2 separate regions of the Mus musculus genome follow, and region 2 is linked to region 1. Evidence: chromatin contacts called from public promoter capture Hi-C data. All regions are on one chromosome and are shown on one strand. Each heading gives the region's core, a stretch centred on a gene start, on an enhancer-like site or on the middle of the called end of the contact. The rest is flanking DNA. Distances are from core to core; before and after follow the strand shown. Region 1 overlaps Pde7a (phosphodiesterase 7A). Region 2 overlaps Hps3 (HPS3, biogenesis of lysosomal organelles complex 2 subunit 1).

The links. Promoter capture Hi-C pulls out the DNA fragments that hold promoters and counts their contacts.
Region 2: a contact with region 1 is called in a promoter capture Hi-C map of the HPC-7 cell line. The contact joins two enhancer-like sites. A contact is called at or near these places in 9 of 39 promoter capture datasets (the 3T3-L1 cell line, the C10 cell line, the HPC-7 cell line and 4 more) and 2 of 115 datasets of contacts at active chromatin or transcription factors (bone marrow-derived macrophages and kidney).

Annotation. Positions count from the first base shown.
Region 1 is chr3:19,239,385-19,244,477 of GRCm38.p6, reverse strand. Pde7a (phosphodiesterase 7A) reads left to right here. Exons shown (of 13, transcript NM_001122759.2): 4 at 1,277-1,428; 5 at 3,269-3,332. Among named protein-coding and RNA genes, the nearest start is that of Mtfr1, 54 kb to the right of the region's middle. Within about 2 kb of position 3,772, at least 53 of the 459 cell types and tissues checked have an H3K27ac peak or open chromatin away from gene starts, as enhancers often do. A contact at or near this core is called in the HPC-7 cell line, where this site is marked.
Region 2 is chr3:20,025,831-20,030,985 of GRCm38.p6, reverse strand. It overlaps Hps3 (HPS3, biogenesis of lysosomal organelles complex 2 subunit 1), which reads left to right. Exons shown (of 17, transcript NM_080634.4): 2 at 181-672; 3 at 1,668-1,839; 4 at 1,941-2,026; 5 at 5,066-5,155. Among named protein-coding and RNA genes, the nearest start is that of Hps3, 6.9 kb to the left of the region's middle. Within about 2 kb of position 3,750, at least 90 of the 459 cell types and tissues checked have an H3K27ac peak or open chromatin away from gene starts, as enhancers often do. A contact at or near this core is called in the HPC-7 cell line, where this site is marked.

The sequences.
Region 1 (5,093 bases), core at 2,523-5,022:
TAGAAACTTTTCTTGTCAAATCTCAGTAATACACACATGCTACTGATTGCTGAAGGTCATCGTCTGATTGTGGTACTGAACAAAGTGCCTTGGAAAGAAAGGAAGGAAAGAGGGAAGGGAGAAGGAAGGAATGGAAAGGGGAAAAAAAAAAAGGCAGGAGGGCAGGCAGGTCGGCCAACCGGCTGGCCGACTGAAAGATAAATAAGAAAGTAGAGGAATTGAAAAGTTCAACCAGCAGGACCCAGGGACAAGTGTTGCTCAGGAGGGCGTTCAGAAGGCCTGAAGCTGAGTAACTTAGGAACTGTCAACTAGTGCAAGGAATGAACCATGGAGCTGATGTGCAGAGCTGAATAACAAAACGTGTCCTTTGATGCTTAAAGGAGCTGGATTATTCTAAGAGTAGAGGGAAAAAAACAGTTGTTAGGCTCATTGAAGGACACACTGTTTCCAGTGAAGAGCCACAGTGCCCAGAGTTTTCCTCTTTAGACAAATATGTGTTTATAGCCTTTAGAACCATTTATGTATATGTGTATATATATACATACATACATACATATACATGTATATGTATATATAATTAAATTATCTTTAAAATACTTTAAACTATCTCATTAGGATTTAAGATATGTTGTTACTGTAGTTGTTAATATCATCTATGTGACTGGGATTTGGCTTCTCAGTCATTTGAAACTATAATTTGTGTGTGTGTGTGTGTGTGTGTTTGTGTGTGTGTGTGTGTGTGTGTGTGTGTGTGTGTTTGCTTCCAATTTTTATATAGTGTGTTGAAACAGCGAAATGAGTAGTAGTAGTTAATGGAAATTAAGCTTTAAAGCTGAGTCTAAGCCCAGACGCTCTCATGGCTCTAGCACCTGTCAAAACTGGCCTTTACTCTTCTCTAATTCTTCACTTCAAAATAGGAAAAAGCCACCTCCCCATAGAAAGAACTGCTCGTGGAAATTATGAATTTTAAACAATGCCTCAGAGGTTAAAAGCACTGGCTGCCCTTCGAGAAGACTTGGGTTTGATTCCCAGCATCCCACACAACGGCTCACAACCATCCTTAACTCCAGTCCTAGGAAATCCAGTGTTCTTCTGGCCTCTCCCATCACTGCACACACTAGGTGCACACATGCAGACAAGGACCCATACACAGAAAATGAAGGAAAAATTTCAAGTGCTTGTATACACCTTAAGTGCTTGCATGGAACTTGGGGGTGTTTCAGAGGCAGCCTTCTTGGGGTCTGCCAGGTTTTCATGGTTACTCCCTTTCTTTCAGCTCAATCTGACATTGAAGCATCAGTCTCCGCCAGGAACATCAGAAGGTTACTAAGTTTCCAGCGATATCTCAGATCCTCACGAGTTTTTCGGGGTGCCACAGTTTGTAGTTCTCTAGACATTTTAGATGAGGATTACAATGGACAAGCCAAGGTTTGTACAACTTCTTCAAAATGAGTTGCTTGATAAGTTTACTGGGGCCTCCTCTAAAACACTGATTTAGATGCCCTGTCTGAATTGAGCCATTTTTGAGAGTTTAGAGCTGGTTGTTTCTAAGTAGGTATAACGGAGCAAGGAAAACTTCTGAGATAAAGTAGTAAGTGCATTTGTTTTCTTAATTTTCTATATTAGTTACTTAATAGAACATTAAGTAATGAGTTGATCAGCAGGACAATCAACTTTAAGCTAGCACAGAGTTGGGTGCTGGGAAGAATGTGAGCCCGGGCCTGATCTGATGCTTTAGTGCTGTTGATAAGGACACCGGGGTCTGTATCTCACTACAGATGTGCTTGCCCCATAGTTCCATACAGACAGCTCAGGAAGGTGGGGCCATCTTTTTCAGTCAGATGATATTGAAGGTTTAGCTAATCTTAACCGAAATGGTATTAGTAAGAATTATTTACTTTATTCTTACAGACTTTTCAGGAAATGTCTTAAGTAAGATAGAAGTGAAATGGGTTTGGTTTTGATCAAATGGGATTTCATATAATCTTGAATTTTAATGTACCTGAACTTATTTGTTCCTTAAATTTTACAGGCCAGATTTCTAAAGTTATATAGACTGGCTGCAGGGTGTCTTCTTTGAAGTTTCATTACAATATAAAGAAAAGAATCATTCCCTGCTTAGTAGATCAGTCAGTGGGAACTGTTGACCTGCTGTCGCGGTTAGAGTGTTGACCTGTGTGTTATTGCTGGTTCCTGACACTGTGCTTTCAACCTTCACAAGTGTCACACTAATATTACTTGTGGTGTTTAATTCTTCATCTTATACCACAGCAAACTTAGGGATACAAAATAAAAACCTTTACTTTAAAAGCGCACACTTCTGTGCCGTGGACTTTGGATGTGTTTGTTGTCTACAGTGTGTATCATCCTCAGAGCTGACTGCTTTACTGCTAGGTTTGAATGATATTTAAAGATTGTCAATAAATACCCCAGAATTCAGCAAAAGAAAAGAAAGAAATGGTTAGCAAGCCATGCATGCCTTTAATCTCCCAGCACCCAGGAGGTAGAGGGAGAAAGATCTCTGTGTTCGAGGACAGCCAGAGCTATGTAGAAAGACCCTGTCCCAAAATAGCAAAACAAACAAACAAACAACCCTGAACAGCAAATACTTGAGTGACAGTGTGGTGTGGGTTTACTGTGCTCTCCAAGTCCCTGACCTTGGACTCTTCAGTCACCATGACAGCTTTCTGCTACAGCTGAGCCATGGTACTTACTGCCTGTTCCCAGGAGTCGGTGAGGCTTGAGTGCCTCGCCTGCTCACCAGGTACCCAGTAGAACTCGCTGCCAGACTTTTAAAATCTGATTTAAGACTGCAGCACATGGACTATTTGATGGTGAATTGTTTCAGAATTCTCCTAAATTTGTAGGCCATAGGAACAGGGTGGAAGACTGACCTGACCTCTCTATGATTAACTGAAAAACAAAAGAATTTGTTCTCAAGTGGAATTTATTTCTCTAGAGAATATTTGAGCCAGTGGAAAGAGTCATAACTAAGAAGAGGCTGAGAGCAGAGTGTGGTGGCACACTCTGGTACGCCCCATTCTTGGGAGGCTGAAGCAAGAGAATTGCCGTGAGCTGTAGACAGGGCTGTACAGTGCAACCCTGCCCACAAACCTAGAACAGAACGTGAACGAAGGTAAATGATCTCGGCGTCTCTCAAAGCCAGTCAGCCACTTGGTCGTTTCCATGAACGTTGCTATGGTCTATCTGCCGAAAGTGGGTCTTACTGAGATTAAATTACAGTAGAAATGTTTGGTTTTCATTTCAGTGTATGCTGGAAAAAGTTGGAAATTGGAATTTTGATATCTTTCTGTTTGATAGACTAACAAATGGTAAGTGAAGCATTTGACAATACTCGAGTTTCTGTGGTCATTCGCCTATGTTGAAGCTTTAGTGTGCTCTGTCCTTGCTGTCATTCACTTGGACTGTGACCCTGTGCCAGCATTTTGTCTTTGTTAGTCACTTTTCAAAAAAACAACAGAAATCATTTCACAATTTTTGTTTTTACTATTAGTCTTGACAGTAATCACTTCATCATGACTGGACCAGTTGGCAGTTATTACTGCCGTTTTTAATAACTCAGCCTGAGTCTCACTGCAGTCTTCATTTTCTCTTCTCAGTTTCTTCAGCGTGTGACTGTTTACAGTGGCATCTTCTGACGCAGTTTTCCATGTAGTTAGATTTTTCCCAAAGGCCTGCTCCCCCAAGCTGCTTGCTTTCTTGAGTGTGCTGGCCCCGAGCCTTTTTTCTTACCTGCTGCAGAGGATTAGCGTGGTTCCACAGCCTGCCTTTGGCACTGCCTCCCCACGCTGGAGAAGAGCGTATCGTCAGACTCTGTGACAGTTAAGAGAGGTTTGGAGAAATGTTACATAGGTCATTCTAAGCTCTCCTGCCCCAGCTGAGCCCAGCTTTTATGTGGGGTTGATATTGCTTTTTTTTTTTTTAATTCTCTTTATAATCAAAACTGGGTTCTATTTGGAAACTTTTTTTTTTTTAAGAATAACATATTTGACAGATTCTTGGTGATACTTACCTGTCTTTGCCCCTTTGCCAAAGTAGGTTTTTAATAGAATTACACAAAGAATTCAGTTTTTCTGTTGCTAGGGACGGAGTAATGTGTCCCCTGCTTGACTTTAAAGTTACCTGCTTTTCTTTTCTTCTAGAAATGTGTTTATTTATGGAGGTGTGTATGCACATGCCCACAATACACATGTGGAAGCCAGAGGATAGCATGCTGTTGTGGGTTCTCTTTCCTGTCTATGGATTGCAGGGTTCCAACTCAGTTTGTTGAGCTTGTAGATACAAGTACCTTACCCAGTGACCGCTGCCACCTTCCCCAGCACTGCTGTGGTTGTTTGGGTGTCACTGTTACTTTCTCGAGAAGGGCTCTACCTGCCCTGCTTATCTCTGCACTGCAGACAGGAAGTAGATGAGCCTGAAGGGCAAGGTGGTGGGGACCTTAAGGTTTGCCTGTGTCGGAACAGCGCCAGGCATCACTGCTCTTCCCCTGTCGCTATCTTTTACCCTTGGGTGCTTTGTGTCCTGTTGCTCTCTCTGCCTCTCGCTGGCTGCATCTAGCCATGGTGCCCTAACGAAAAGGCAATTTACCTTCCTCTAGGCCTTGTGGGGATTGTTCTTTCTCTTTTTCTTTCTTTTTTTTTTAATACAAGCAGTGAATTATTAGATGCCCACCTCCTTCAAGATTTGTGAAATTTTTCTTTTCTAACTCAACACAAACATAACTTCAGTTATTATCATAAGATAAATATAGATGAAACAACACCAGCCATAACATTTTTAAAGACTAGCCTTATATAAACTGATAGCTCATAGTCTATTCTTGGGCTGCTAGGATGCCTGCCATTCCTTAATATAGTTGCTCTTTTCTAAATTTGATTTTTAAAAAGTGCACAACCTGTTAGTCAGGGTCTTAGGATGAAAGCTAGTGAGTGTGTCTGTATTCTATGTCAGCCACAGTTGCTTTCCGTAGACCACCCTGTTTGAACTGGCTTTGTGGAGAAGGTGGCCCAATTACTTGGTCCTAGATAAAACCACCTATTGTTAGCTACCCACCTTTGCTTTTATAGGAAGCT
Region 2 (5,155 bases), core at 2,501-5,000, 790 kb before region 1:
ACCTCTATGGCTGATGTAACTTAAAAACACACCTCAGAGGCTGTTGCTTAGATGTCAGCTGTGTTCCTTCTTTGAGTTAGTGATTCCTGTGTTATATTATACATTCCATTTTCAGGCAGCAAAATAAGTCGTTGAGTTTGTAATTCTAAGATCCAAATGCAATCTTGCTTCCTTTTTTAGGAGACTATCTGGTAGCAATTGAGGAGAAAAACAAAACTATATTCCTGCGTGCTTACGTGAATTGGAGGAGTAAGAGGAGCGACAACTCCCGTGTGTGCATTCGAATGGTTGGCCACAATGTGGAGGCATCCTTCTGTGAAAGCTTTAGAGACCAGATGTCTATAATTGAGATGCCAATGTCTGAGGCCCCTTTGTGCTTTTCGTGTTGTCCTGTGAAAGGAGATCTTCTTGTTGGATGTACAAATAAGTTAGTGTTATTTACTTTGAAGTATGATATCATTAATGAGGAATTCTCAATATTGAACTTTGAACGTTCATTAATTATACACATAGATAATATCACTCCTGTTGAAATCTCTTTTTGTGTTGGATATGTTGCTGTCATGTCTGATTTAGAAGTCTTACTCCTAAAACTGGAGTCAGACCCTATACATGGAGAGAGTGTTGACCACCACCCACAAGAAACCAGCAATCCATTGAAAGAGGCGGAAGGTACGTGATGCATTTGACTTTCTAGTTTTAACTATAGAGAAATCATCTTTTTGATAACCTTTAAAGAAACCTGGTATCTATAGTGGCATGCCACAGTTCTTATGGGCTTAGGTCTTCCTGTTACCCTGGTTTGTGTTTATGACTATCCATAGTTGATTCTGCACTGTGTAAATATATTTCTACTTGTATTTGTCAGTAGGTGAGTAATGGAGCAACTGTTAATAGATGAGGGGTTTCTAAAGAGAAAACAGTTGGTGTTCTTTTGTTGAGACAGGGTCCCATTGTGTCCCTAGCTTCCCTGGAACTCACTTGATGCAGGCTCTGCTCAAATTTGGGATCTTCCTGTCTCAGGTTCCTGAGTGTAGTCATTATAGCTGTGAGTCCCTGTGCCTGGGTTCCTGAACTACATGGGTTTCCACTCTGTGTTCTCATAGTCAATATTTAATGACATTTAATAACACTAGTTATTTAATAACACTAGTTATTAAATGTTGCCCCCTCCCCATTTTTTAAATTGACAGTGAGCTAGAGGGTTTTTTTTTGTTTTGTTTGTTTGTTTGTTTGTTTTTGAGAGGAATAAACCGTAATTGAAATAATGCCCTCTGTGATACGGATCTCTAGGCAAACCAATGTGGCATTTTCTTAACTATTGATGTGAGAAGGCCTAGCCCATTGAGGATGGTGGCGCTCCAGAGCAGGGAGTCCTGGGTTGTATAAGAAAGCAGGCTGACTGAAACCACTGGGAAGAAGGCAGTAAGCAGCCCTCCTCTATGGCCTCTGAATCAACTCCATCCCTGAGTTCCTGCCCTAACTTCCCCAGTGATGGAGTGTGATCTGAGAATTGTAAACTGAAGTAAATTGTGATCCTCCCTAAGTTGCCTTTGGTCAATGTTCTGTCATAGCAATATAGACACAGCTAGGACATATATGTCTAATGTTCAGTCTGGAAGATGGTAGCGCTTTAGTGGGTAAATTCTTAAATTTTATTTTTTAAGGTGTCAGTAATGAAACTTCACAACTTGAGTCAGAAGATTTTGTTATCTGTCTAAAACCCATGGAACTCATTGGTGAAAAATGTGAACAGTCTGGGATATCTGTTAAACTGGAGTCCACAGGATTAGAAGATGAAAAAGTAAAATATTTACGTGTTCGGCATCTATTGTATAGGTATGAGAGTTCCTTTTCATTCACGAGCTTTTAGCTTTTTCATGCCAGCTTAAAAATCTCTGGAAATTAGATCTCTTCCCTGTCTCTTCTTCAACCCACAGACGTTTTGCTCCAGATATTTCGTCCTATGTCTTGTCTGATAACATCAAGTTACATTCCCTTCAGCTGCTACCCATTCACCAAAGTGGTAAGTATAGCTGAGCGGCAGGGTAGAGAGGTTTGCAAGGCCTGGGCTGGAAGAAAGACCTGTGTGGAGACAGTAGGTTGGGTTTTGTTTTTGTTTTTTCTGCTGAATCTTCCTGAGGAAAGGAAAGTCATATTGGCTAGGAGAAGTGAAACCATTAGGAGGATGTGACCAGAAAACCTCATTTCTTTTTTCTTTTGAAATTGTCTATAGACCCAGAGAAGGAAATCTGTGAGCACTATTGGAGTAGAGGTCTGTCTAGTTCCAGCTGAGTATTTGACACATTTTCTTAGGATGACCTTGTAAGCGAGGTAGAAAAGCACGGTTTGAGTGGAAACTCATTCAGAATGCTACTTTTCAATCCTGCTGCATACTGCATTCCTGGACACTTAAAAATATAATGCGAGATGTAGTGAAGTTGGTCAGGTGCTTTTTTTTTTTTTTTTTAGCAGGAATAAAGCTTCATTCCTAGCACTGAACAAACAGAGGTTTGTGGCGGTATGCACTTGTAATCCTATCACGTGGGAGACAGAGAAGGGAGGGCCGGAAGTGCAAGGTCATCCTCTGACTACACAGTGAGTTCTAGGCTAGCATGGGCTCCATAAGACTTTGTCATTAACAAAAAAAAAAAAAATATGGTGGGGACTCTAATTCTGACTTAATTGGACTGTTTTGAACTTTGGCACCAGTGTCCTTAAGTGTTCACCAGAAATCTGATGAGCGCTGCACTTGCTCATGGCCCGTTCAGCATCTTCAGATGTTTTCTGGGAAGATATTGTTGTAGCCGCATGTATTTATAACATTTAAGTAGATGCTTATTGAATAGCTACACTTGTGCTGAGTACTGAGAGAAAGCAGGCAACATGCTTGTACCTAATTACCTAACTGTGAAAGCAGATACCCATCACGTACTAACAACACTGAAATAGTGCTCTATGGGAAATGAGCCCTGGTATACAAGCCTGTAGCAAAGACCCCCTGTAGAGAGAATAGCTTACATAATGTATGGATGCATCGCCTGAAATTAACAAGCCTCTGGCTTAGGCAGGAAATACAGGTGGGGCATCTAGAAGGAAAAAAAAATTCTGGAAGGGGATGCTGGAAAGGAGACAGATGCATGGTACCTGAGCACAGAGAACTAGCCACGTGACGGAATGTAGGTTAAAGTAAATGGGTTATCTTAAGTCATGATTCTAGTCAGAGAAGAGCCTAGACATATGGCCAAGGTATTGTAAATATATTTTGAGTCTGTGTCTCATTTCTGGGAGCGTGGGGCTGAGAGGAAGAATAAGGCCCCAACTTCAACAACCCCCTGACTTTTTCTTGGGTCTAGAAAGGCTGCTTCCTGAGACTGGATCTGTAGGGTGGAGGAAGGGGAAGAGAGTGTTCCAAATAGAGGAACCCACAAAGTTCTCTCATGAGCAAAGAGTCTGTATTTGAGGAACTGAAAGAGCCAAGACCAGAGAGAGTGGAGAAAAAAATGGGTGTGTGTGGTACAAGGGTGGACATAGAGCTCAAAGCTAGTCAGCGTGTCAGCTCTTTCATTCAGTGAACTACCCATACAGTTGGAATAAAAAGCCCTAATCGTCCAGGGCCAGTGTGACTTAGCTAACTCTGCGTTCATTTGTCTCACCCCGACCTGCTTACTGTTCTCTAGCCAAGTTTCCTTTCCTGTAAAACCTACAATTCCTTCCACCGAGGCCTAGAATGTGCGTGCTTCAGCTACTGCATGAGTGGTATAGTCACATCTTTGAGAGCACAGCTCAAATATCACCGTACCACAGAGGACTTCCCTTGGTTCTCTCACTTTGACTCACTTTTATTTTTATTGTGTGTGTGTATGTGTGTCTGTCTGTCTGTCTGAGTGTGGGCTTGGCATGTGTGTTGCTGGCAGAGGCCAGTGAAGACGTTACAGGTTGTTGTGAGACACCCAACTTGGGAGCTGGGAACTGAACTCAGGCCCTCTGAAGAGCATCAAGAGTTCTTAACTTCTGAGCTTAAGTTTAGGCCCTGTGCTCTCTCTATTTAAAATCTCTCTTCTCCACTTAGGACTTTGTTCCCTGTCTCAATCCCCATCATTAGAATGTGAGGGCTCTTTGAAAGAATTCACCTTGTTTTGGGAATTGGCAGAACATCAACAACAGTACTGCATGCAGTGGGTACCTTGGGAGTATTTATTGAAAGGCTAAAGGACTGTAGATGTGTGGCTTATATTTGAGCTGAGTCCAGGATGGGGTATGTAGACATTTTAGAAGATGAAGAATTTTGCAAGGTGTTGCATAAGAGGAACCAACATATGTAAGCTGTAACATTATCTTGTGCTTAGAGATTAGTGGCTAGTTCTGTTTAGCCAGAGCTCAGATATGTCCTGGAAAGAAGGAAAAAATGTAGTTGGCTTTGGGATAGTTGTGAACAGTACAGAACTGGACTTTTCATATCCATGGGGATCATAGAAGGAGGAAGAAGACTTAAGCATTTGAAATATACCTAATTGAAACTGATATATACTATAAGTGTAAGCCATACACTAGATTTTGAATGTTTAGTATAAAAATAAAAAAATCTTAGTTTTTTGTTTCTTGAATGTTGAAATGGCAGTGCTTTTGATATACTTGGATTGCTGAGCAATATTATTAAGATTTTTCTATTTCTTTTCGTTTTTGGAAACAGTAGAGAACTTTAAGTTCCAGTTGTGGAATAATTATGTTTTTATTGACCATGTTGATGTAGACTCATGCTTAATCAGGATATTATTATTGTTTCTTGTGCAAGTAGTTTTGCTATCTCTGGGAAAGCTTGTGGTCCCTGGTGGACACTCCAAAATTAATAACCACTGATGAGTGTGACTTTCTGTTAGTTCTTGCAAAATGGTGCTTTCCTAAGTACCTCCTCCTCATAACAACATTTCTTACTGTCTCCTCCCCCTGAGCACCTCTGGTCATTGTATGATACAGTATAGTCTGTCTGCATAGGAAAGTCTTGATATTGATTCTTTTATTTACTGGCTTCATAGCATGTCATTCTTGAATTTTTCCAATGCAGGTTTTCATCCTGATGAAAATGATTTATCGCCGAAAAAAGAGATGCCAAATCTCTTCTGTTTCTTCTCGTTACCTCATGTGGGCTATCTGT